Regions from separate parts of the Gossypium hirsutum genome. Here region 2 is linked to region 1. A link is a contact called in public Hi-C data. All regions are on one chromosome and are shown on one strand. Each heading gives the region's core, a stretch centred on a gene start, on an enhancer-like site or on the middle of the called end of the contact. The rest is flanking DNA. Distances are from core to core; before and after follow the strand shown. Region 1 has its middle 40 kb from the start of LOC107919227. Region 2 holds the start of LOC107918579 (9-cis-epoxycarotenoid dioxygenase NCED2, chloroplastic).

Evidence for each region. A called contact is a pair of places that touch in the nucleus more often than the background predicts.
Region 2: a Hi-C map of leaf shows a contact between it and region 1, with 3 times the contacts expected there. The contact joins the promoter of LOC107918579 here to the enhancer-like site in region 1. A contact is called at or near these places in 21 of 34 Hi-C or Micro-C datasets (anther, callus, fibers and 4 more).

Annotation. Positions count from the first base shown.
Region 1 is chrD13:53,506,688-53,512,395 of Gossypium_hirsutum_v2.1, forward strand. No RefSeq gene overlaps it. Among protein-coding and RNA genes, the nearest start is that of LOC107919227, 40 kb to the right of the region's middle. Within about 2 kb of position 3,429, at least 2 of the 9 cell types and tissues checked have an H3K27ac peak or open chromatin away from gene starts, as enhancers often do.
Region 2 is chrD13:53,554,263-53,559,970 of Gossypium_hirsutum_v2.1, forward strand. LOC107918579 (9-cis-epoxycarotenoid dioxygenase NCED2, chloroplastic) reads left to right here and starts at 3,269. Exons shown (of 1, transcript XM_016848165.2): 1 at 3,269-5,527. The coding sequence starts at 3,401. The coding sequence ends at 5,170.

The sequences.
Region 1 (5,708 bases), core at 2,179-4,678:
TTTTTTTAAATTTGGAGTTAATCAAATTGAGTTATTTGATTTTTTTCGAATCAACTCGAATAAGTAATTCGAGTTTCAAATTCTAGTCGGTTTGAATTTTACAATTGGAATAACTTGAATAATTTGAATAATGGATTGATGTAAATACTCCTTTAATTCTTATCAATTTTGAAAATGAGCAAATTGGTCTATCTCTCAACAAAAATTACAAATATATATATAATTTTTAAAATTCAAAATATTTATAAAAATTTCAAAATATATATTTTTAAAAATTTAAAAAAATTTAAAGAACATATAAAGAAAGTTAAAATTTAAAAAAAAATTAAAATAATAATTTTTGGGACCTAAATAAGTATATTAACTGTTCAAGTTTATTATATTAAAGTTTTTTTTTCTTATTTTGCTTTGAAAAAGTTTTCAAATATATATAGTATATGCTATAACATGGAATTGATTATATTGTAATAAGATTTTAATTTAACATTTTTAATTTAACTCGAACAATTTCACTCAACTCCATGTTATAATCAATTCCATGTTATAGCTATTAAAAATTGATAATAAAACATGACTTGTCAACTCGATTAACTTAAAAAAAATTTACTCGATTCGATCAAACGCTCACCCCTACTTCAATCACATGCTGTCGATTAAGACATATTAATATTTTTAATTTAGAACTGTTGAAGTTAACCAAACATGTATTTTTTTTTAAATTTTACTTGAAGATTTAATAGCAGGCTTCCTCTTCTAGAACCCATCATACTTGACTCGGGGTAGTCATTACTTTTAGGAACCTCCGTATTAGGTGGACAGAATCCAGCATTAGTGAAAGTGATGACTCCCTTCGGCAGCCCAATCCACCTTGGAATGTTGTTATCTGGTTGCACACTAGCATTACGAAATAAGATGCCGCTATAGCAACTTTCATTAGGAGTAATACCTTCCTAAAAATTAAGCATAACTTGCTGAATTTGTTGGAGCAGTACATCATCAATTTGGTTACATTCCACAGGTCGTGTGACTGGCTCTACAATCTGTTGACTAGCTTGCCCTTCTTGGACGTTTACTTTTGGAGAGAATGTAGCCTCTGAATCATCTTACGGATAAATGTCATGGTCCCTGGCTCACATCATCCCATCATAATCCTCAAATATATATATTTGATCTATAAAAGGAATCGATGAGCACGTACGAGCCTGATACCTCGGTTGATGCTTTATGTAGTTCGAATACTCTTGGCCCCTATTACTGGACGCTCTCATAGAAAATCGGAAGTGTGATTCCTGAGTGTCGTAACCAAAGTGAGTGAACAGCCTGTCCATCTTAGTAGTAAGCATTTCCTCCATCTCATGCACTTGGTAGTATGACCAATTCCACCACACTTATACATACCTTGCAAATTCTATCATATTGAAGCTCAATCCATGCAGTATTTCCATTGTCCAATTAGATTGCACAACCAAGAACTAAGGGACACATCTTAACCCATACTCTCATAAAACCAACGTTTCATGGTGCCACATTCTCCCAGTCAAAATTTTGAACTTCCCCAACTACTTGCACAAATGGAATTTTGATACTCCAGTGATAAACTTTAGATTTGCATCCAAACAGACACTCGAGAGAACAAGCTTGAGCTAAATTTGACATTTGGTTGCCACAGACCATAAAAAAGCGAACTTCTACAGACTATTGACCATTGTTCAGTATATAAAAACTCTCCCTATTTCTAAGTTTTCCAAGTCGGTTAAGTAGGGATTGCATATAATGTGGAGAGAACTTTGGAGATAAAAATCTCCACAGGAATAAAATGTTTTGTAAATATTTGTAGGTAGGTATGGTAATACTCGGTGTAGATTAATTTGTTTTTCTTATTTGGATATTCTAATTATTGTTGACAGTGATTTTGGAGTGTATATACACATTATTCTTTTAGATAACATATTTTTTAAAAAATTTTATTTAATTTTATTGAGTTACTAAATTTAGATATTTAGCATCTTTTATTATCTCATGAATTCAACCATAGATAATAAACAAAATTCACATTTATTAATCATTGGGCCTTTTGAGAATGAAGACACAAAAAAGTCCAAACAATAAGTAACCCATAAAACTACCTATAAAATAATGTTTGGGCATACATTTTGTTAATAGATTGATTTTGAAAGTTTGAGTCTCACCTAAATTTAAATCCATCAGTCATAGTTATTTTGATTATAATTATATTATTTGCAATTGTAACTTAAAAGTAAAATACATGATTTTTCATCTAATTTTGCATATGCTAATGTGATGCATATAATTGAATGGGTGGTCTACTAAGCATTTGGGTTATGCTAGTAGACTGCAACTCATTAAGGCTGTGTTCTTAAGAAAGTTTATCAATATTATTTTAGCTTCTTTTGGGAAGGAAGGTTGGCTTGGGTTGAGGGGCTCGTGTTTGTTGGAAGGTGATTTGTTTACCTAAACCTGAGTGAGACTAAAAAATGTGGTAGAATGAAATCAAGCTTGTATTTTCTAATGCATATAATTGAATGGGCTTACAAATTGAAGTGAGGGGTTTTTTTTCTTATCTTTTGGAACGGGATAATTGTTTAAGAGTAGAATTCTAGATTTTATGTGAAATTAACAGATTTTTTGGTCACTACAGTGGACAACCAAATTGAACAAATGGACGACATGTTTGCAAAACTTTTTAAAACACGAAATCCACAACAAGAAGTTGGAATGAAATTGGATACTAATTTCCACCTTTCTTTTAGAAATTTCCACAACCATGCGGTTCTAATCTCTGTTTCACTAAACAAGAAAATAAATCAATAGTAAGCCCATGCCATTTCTCTTTCTAACACCTCAATCATATACATACTTGTTTCCTTTTTCTAATAAAATGCCAAATAAGTGTCATCAATTCTTTTTTAATATTTATTTCATATAAATATCTTGAAAATGAGAATAAGGTTATTGTTAATTAATGCTTTCAATACAACTTGTAATTGTTTCATTTGACAAGATATTTAGAGATTGTAACATCTCTTACTATTTTCAATTACTTATATTTTTTTAGGGCAAAAACGCATTTCATATAATAATAATAATTAGAACAAGAGCAAAAAGTTAAATCTAAGCCAACAAGTTTTCTCCGTTCACTAAAACCTATGCATCTCATTCTCATAAGCACTAGAAATAACATCTCTATTGAGAAAAGGCAAAAAAGCACTCCAGGGAATTACAAAAACATGAAAAGAAGCATAAGATAAGGCTACCATAGTCATGTTATGAGCGGCCTTATGAAAGGATAAATCAGAGAAAACGAACTGAGATGAATACATTCTTGAAGAAGAATATCGAATTCAGGCACATCAATTTTTTCTTAAGTCAAAGCATTAATCATACGTTGACAATCAAACTCAATCACAATGTTATCTAGCCTCTAAGCAGCAAGCCACCATAACTCTCCTTTAATTGCAAAAACCTCAATAAATTGAAGGTCCCAAGTTGTCTTGACTTGGTCAACCATCCCTTTAACAAAGACACCAATTGCTGCATAATTTGAATACTACTCGTCGCGAAACAAAGCTCCATCCACAATACATTTGAGTGGGCCGACAATTGGCCTCTTTCACCCAGGAATCGTCGAATCAAACTAATGAGCTACTGGTTTTGCAATACCATAAACCGATTGAGCCTCCAACCATTGCATAAGAAAGTTGTCTGCAATGTCAATAACATGCTGCGGGGAATGAGCCTCACCTTTCCAAACAAGCAGGTTATGATGGAACCAAATACTCCACATGATGGTGAGAATCCGATGAAATCTATTAATATCATTTGACTCAAGTAAAGAAAAATTGATGCCAGACCACCCAACTAGAATCACAATAAACAAAAAAGATGATCACAAGTTTCCTCCTCTCCACACCAAACACAAGTCAGAATATTTACCCCTTTATTTGCTAACCTTGCACAAGTAGGAATAAAATTTTTTAGACACCTCCATGTAAAGTCTTTGATCTTCAGAGGGAATTGACCACTCCAAATTCTCAACCAAGGTCCATCGACTTCAAACGAATCAGAATTAGAATACAAATCAAAGGCTAACTCTTGCCCTGATTTTACCATGTATAAACCATTACTAGACCAGTGCCATATTAATTGATCTGGACCCTTCTGCAACCTTATAGGGATCTTGTACATTAGACTCACATCATAAGGGGTCAAGATGCTTTCCACCAACTCTTCCATACCTGGCGAAGTCACACATTTTCATTAAGCTTGCAGAAGGGTATAATCCTTCTTTTGTTTGGAACACAAAGCTTGTCCCAAGATGACCAAAAAGGGTATAATGAAATTACATTTTCATTAATCGATGGCGATGAAGGTTATAATCCTTCTTTTGTTTGGAACACAAAGCTTGTCCCAAGATGACCAATGTAATTTCTTACGATCATCGCCCCTAGAGCCCCACCAATACGAGTTAATCATTTTTGGCAAGGTGTCACAAGTATAGAGAGGGATCATGAAGATACGCATGCAAAAAATGGGTAAAACCTATGCAACCGTCTTAATAACAACTTCCTTTAATAGTTTCGACAAAAGACAGTTCTTCCAACTATTGATACGTTTGTTCAACCTGTCCCAAATAAAAAAAAAATGCTTCTTATTTCTCCCAATCAAAGAAAGAAGCTCGAGATATTTGTCGTGCTCTAAAGGAGTCGAAACACCGAACAACGAGTACACCACATTTCTATCATGAAGCTTCATGTTTGAACTGAACATAATCCTTGATTTCTAAAAATTAATAGCATCACCCAATGCTTCCTCGTAGTCAACAAAAAATTCTTTAACTGTAGAGCACTCAACCCCAGTCGCTTAGAAAAGAAATAAAAGTTGTCATCAGCAAAAAGCAAATGAGAAATCGAGGATCCTCCACGACACACAAAAATACCATGAAGGTCACCCCTTGCTTCTACCTTACAGAGTAAATACACAAGATAAAAGAGGTAAAGCAACAAAAGATCTCCTTGACACAAACCTCGATGTGGAGGAATAGGACCCACCTCATGGCTATTCAAATAGATGGAATAATTAACCATAGTGACACACATTATGATCCAATTCACCCAGCATAGAAAAACTCATTTTTTGCATAATAAATTGAAGAAAATTCCAATCGATACGGTCATACGCTTTGCTAACATCTAACTTCAAAGCAATCTCACCCAACTTACCGTGACCTTTATTATTCATAGAGTGGATAAGCTCAAAAGTGATCAAAATGTTATTAATGATCAGACGTCCTGGAACAAAAACATGTTGCATGGGAGAAATGATGGAAGGCAGAATTTTCTTATGACAGTTAGCAAGAACTTTTGCCACTATATTGTAGAGAATGTTACAAAGCGCAATAGGCCTCAAATCTTTTAAGCTATCTAGTTTATCCTTCTCGGGAATCAAAATACTCAAAGTTTGGTTAATCAAATCAAGAAAAGCACCATTATTCAACCACGAACAATATTGATTGAAAACATCAGTACCCAAAATAGACCAACACCGTTGAAAGAATCTCGAATTCATACCATCAGGACCAAGTGCTTTATTGGGGGTGCATACTCATAATTGCATCACGAAATTCCTCAATACAAAAGGGGCAACAAAAGACTCATTTTGACTACAAAAAATGCAAGCAGAGAAATCGG
Region 2 (5,708 bases), core at 2,019-4,518, 47 kb after region 1:
AATTACGACCTTGTTCTTGGCTTGAACTTCCTTGATCAGATTAATTATATTTTGCTTACTTTTTTCGATTGCATATGTATCTTAGATACTCGTAAATGACAATGCATGGTGTCAGTGAGTTGTGATGAGAAAAATGGAACCAAGGTATTATCAGCAATTCAACTAGCCAAAGATGTTCATTGTGGGAAGAACATCGACTTGGTAGATCAGAGTGTTAAGGAGACCCCTTTGGAAATTCTAGAGGTGCGACAAACCAATGAGAAGCTTGTTGAGTTATCAATGGGGCTACCACCTCTGAGAGAGGTGGGTTGTGTATCAAACTTTGGGGAAAAATACTCATACAAATTGGGTAGTTAAATCAATTAAATGCTACGAGTGAGGTACATCCCAAACACTTATTTAGTGTTTTTCATTTTGACTTATCGTTGGCTTGAAAAGGAGACAATGGCTCATTCAAATTTCTGAAGCAGGTAAGCCAAGGGGCTTACAAATTAGAGTTAGCTGCAATACTCAATGTAAACCTGGTGTTCAATGTGAGTGTGTCGAAGCCTATTTCTGTGGATCAATGGGATCTTGATCGAGGTAAGTCATAATGTGGGCAAGAGCGACGAACTCTTGTGAACGTGATGTACCAAAGAGAGGAGAAACAATTCGAGTTAGGAGACAATGAAAGCTGAGGCAAAGGTTCCAAGGGTGGAACTACACAATAGAAAGACCGGTTGGAAAACAACTAAGGCATCAAGAAAGTTCTGAGACAAGTTAAACCAGTGTCATTCTGAGGCTATGACGAGGGTGTTACGAGAATTGGTGAAGGAAAATGTCAGGGGCCGTGGATCAAAGCCCATGACCATTGCGCATAGAACATCCCATAGAGGTCAATTGATTAAATGAGGCTTATTTGACTTGCTTGAACTTGCCTGACTCGTGGAACATCTGGAGAAGCCCATCTACTTGAAGCCTTGGTGGCCTAGTGAAACACTTCAGTAAAACTAGAGTTACCAAGGTAATTAATGTAAATCCTAAGAGATAAAGATGTATAAAGTTTAAATCCCTTAGGGTTCTCAATTGTAAATAGGCTCTAATCTTGACCGTCGATGTAACTTAATCTGTATTGTTGGTTTTTGGGAGCTTAACTATAAATAAAGACCTCCTTCATTTGTAATTATCCCATTAAATCTCATTCTTTGTATTCTTTCTGGAGTAATAGAATACTTTGAGAGCATTTACTTAAACACTTGGCGTGCTTTGCTTTCTTGTGGCATTCTCTGTTCTTTCATTACTCCTTCGTTTTGAGTTGTTTTCACTTTAATTTTTGGTGCCTTGGGGAATTTCTATCGAGAATTTTTACTTTGCGAGAGTTAGGCTGACTTAGGCAGATTTGAACCCAAGAAATCGCCTAAGGCCACACAGATTGCGAGACTAAAATTCTAGTCTCATGACACATACATATATATAAATTGATGTTTTGTCAAATGCTAATTCAAGTTGGAGAGAAAGCATATATGGTGGTTTGAATAACATGGTTTTAAATCATGAATTTGTAACCAACAATTCACAAAACAATTGGAACTGTAATTGGATCCTCCCCCTTCTCCGATCAATATGTTAATAACAAATAGTTATTAAACGTCCTTGCCCTCCATCAATCACTCAATCTACATCTATTTCAAAGTAGAATATGAACAAGTATCTTTTATCTCCCATATCCGCAATAGTAACACCTCCTATATAAATGAACAATACTTGCTATTAAAAAAACAACCTATTAAACAATTTTCACTTGTTCTTAACAACTTCATTACTCGCACTAAATTACTAGGCTGATCCTCCCCATCATCCAAACAAAGTCCAGCGAGGTACTCCTCTATAGTAGATGATAACACAAGAGATCAAAATGATTGAAAAACTAGAGAAGAAGAAAAAATAAAAGCGTGCTATAAGAATAGACAAATGATATCAATGGAATTCTATAAGTTAGTAATCAAATTACTTCTTTTTATTGAACGTACAAAACTAAAAAAATATGAAAGCTTTAACGATTGACATATAATTTATATTTGATTGTGTATGGTTGAAACAAAGTTGACGAATAAATGAAATGATAAAAGGTGACCAGATAGGTGAATCGATAAACTCAATTAATCTTATTTGCATATGATAATAAAATAAATATTGAATGTATTAAAAGTGTTTATACTTTAGTGACAATATAATTTATTTTATAATATATTAATTCAATATTTAATGAAAAAGTTAGCAGATGTAATTATTTTTTGCAAGCGGCCACTAGCGGATTGACACATGAAAAGGTTGGAGAAAGATGTATTTTGTTATAAATTAAGATGATAGAAATGATGAAAGGGGGAATAATGAAAATATTATCTTTCGGCAATTTAATCAACCGTGTGTTCACTTATTTAATTGTGAAAATACTATAATATTTAACCTTTTCAGTGGTTTTAGGGTCACTCATGCACTCAAAAACACATGCTTTCATAAATAAATATTTTGTTAGGATACGGTTGCTAGCTAAAGTTGAGTATTTTGGATATAAAATCTGATGTTATGTATATAATACTAACTTTAGTAAAAATAACACACCATGCTTGAGGAAAAGCCCACGATTGGAAGTTGAATGCTTCAAATAATTGTTTACCACTCTCTTGTTCATGGTGGAAAGGAAAACTAGATAGCAACCTCCATAACCCATAAACTCATAAAATTTTAATCAATGTACCCACAGAATTAAAATTCACACATTATGAAATTTGAAAACCTACACGTTTTAATTAAATACTTAAAACTTACCATTTTAACTAAAACCTAGTTGATAATCCAATTATTTATAAATTTTACATTACTTTTCTCGTAAAAAGAAGATATGCAAATTTAAAATGGAGGAGGATAAAACCACAACAACAATAATAATAATGCTGTCAAATAGCATACCTAAGTATGACTCGTCTGTTTTTGGGATTAAGTGATTAATTTAAACAACTTTTGGGGTTTTGATTTTGGTAAAGAAAAATGATTATATCTTCATGTAGGGGTGTGCCCCACAAACAGTACTTCCCCTAGCACCGCACCCACTTAAAATTAATTTACAAAATCATAAGTGAAGTTAATAAAACAACTAAATTTGTATTGAGTTGGCCCTTTTATCTGTGCAATAAAAATGCAACACGTGGTGTTCTCTTATGTATTTTAGGAGTTTGGAGTTGGTGTCCACTTTGTTTTTCTATATAAACCTTCTTTCGAACTCCCATTATAGTCACACTCCCCCTCCCCCTCCCCCTCCTACTCTTTTAACCCAATTCCCATACAAATACATACATAAAAAAAGAAAAAGAAAAAAGGTTGAATCTCACATTCTAATTTCTTACATTTTCAATCACCAACAATGGCTTCCTCTGCATCACAGGCAGCATCTGCTACTAATTGTAAATTTCTTCCAGTTTCAACTTGTTTCTCTTCGTCTCTGAATTTGGGTTCTATGCCTTTGAGAAGGACTTGTAGAAAGCCAAACATTTCATGCTCTCTTCAAACGCCTTCCATTCTTCTTTTGCCTAATCAATCATCCCCTGATTATACCACTAAAAACGCAGTGAAACCTCAACCCCAACACTGGAATCCTTTCCAAAGAGCTGCAGCTATGGCTCTAGATGTGGTGGAGAACGCTTTGGTTTCTCACGAGCGTCACCATCCTCTTCCCAAAACAGCTGACCCCAATGTTCAAATATCTGGCAACTTTGCTCCAGTGCCAGACCAACCGGTCAAGCATAACCTCCCTGTTATTGGAACAATCCCAGACTGTTTACAAGGAGTCTACGTTCGAAACGGAGCCAACCCGCTTCACGAACCTGTCGCCGGACATCATTTCTTCGACGGGGACGGTATGGTTCATGCGGTTCAGTTCCAAGATGGCTCTGCTAGTTATGCTTGTAGGTTCACCGAAACCAACCGTCTGGTTCAAGAACGAGCTTTGGGACGTCCAGTTTTCCCCAAGGCCATCGGTGAACTCCATGGTCACTCTGGTATAGCTAGGCTGTTGCTTTTCTATGCTCGTGGCCTATTTGGGCTTGTTGATCCAAGCCATGGCACTGGAGTTGCTAACGCTGGACTTGTTCATTTTAATGGTCATCTCCTTGCTATGTCTGAAGATGATTTGCCTTACCATGTTCGTGTTACTCCATCTGGGGACTTGGAAACCGTTGGCAGATATGATTTTGATGGTCAGTTAAAATCTACAATGATTGCTCACCCCAAGGTTGATCCTGAAACTGGTGAATTCTTTGCTCTTAGCTATGATGTCATCCAAAAGCCATATCTTAAGTACTTCCGTTTTTCACCCGATGGTAAGAAATCACCTGATGTTGAAATCCCAGTAGACGGTCCGATAATGATGCACGATTTCGCCATCACCGTGAACTTGGTGGTGATCCCTGACCAGCAAGTGGTGTTCAAATTGCCTGAAATGATTCACGGTGGTTCACCAGTTGTATATGACAAGAACAAGATGTCAAGGTTTGGGATTTTGGACAAGAATGCCACTGATGCTTCTGGGATTACATGGGTTGAGGCACCTGATTGCTTTTGTTTCCATCTTTGGAATGCTTGGGAAGAGCCAGAAACTGATGAAGTTGTTGTGATTGGCTCCTGCATGACACCGCCAGATTCCATTTTCAATGAATGTGATGAGAGTCTCAAGAGTGTCCTGTCTGAAATCAGATTGAATTTGAGGACCGGCAAGTCGACACGCCGCCCCATCATTTCGGATTCCGAACAAGTTAACTTGGAGGCAGGGATGGTGAACCGAAACTTGCTCGGAAGAAAAACCAGGTACGCATATTTAGCTCTTGCTGAGCCTTGGCCTAAAGTGTCAGGGTTTGCTAAAGTTGATCTCTCAACCGGAGAAATAAAAAAGTATATCTATGGAGACCAAAGGTATGGGGGTGAACCTTTATTCTTCCCTAGAAACCCTAATTCGGAGAACGAAGACGACGGTTACATTTTGGCCTTCGTTCATGACGAGAGGACCTGGAAATCAGAAGTGCAGATTGTGAACGCCATGAATTTAGAGGTAGAAGCCACAGTAAAGCTTCCATCTCGAGTTCCGTACGGTTTCCACGGAACATTCATAAACTCCAAGGACTTGGAGAAGCAAGCCTAATTCAGCTTCAACAACCTTGTTATCATCAATTTTTCTAGATGGTTTAACAAGTTAGTAGGAGAGATTTACCAGAGGGATGTTTGCATATACTGTCCCCGGAATCTCTCACTCTGTTTCATAGCTTTTGATAACCCTGTTTTTTGGGTTAGTCCTTTGGTTTATATTTTAATGTGACCGGCTTGTAGCTTTTCTGTGTATAGGAAGTATTGAAGCTCAGCTGATCCCTGTTTATTCTTTCACTTGTGTGCATTAATACAAGGAAATATGCAGTGTATAATTTCTCTGTTTTGTTGTAAAAATACTTCAACTTTACACTACATATATGCATGTCAATATATACTATTGAGTTACAGCTGCTATTTTACCATTTTAATTCTCTTAAAATTTACAGTGCATAGATTATTTTTGCTCAGACAGCCGACAGGAAGTCAATGTTGTTAATTTTTAGATATCTGATGGTTGGTCTATTTTAAAAAAAGAACATTTGTGGAATTTAGAACAATGGGCAAATGAGAAAGCAGCACGGTTTAATGTTAAA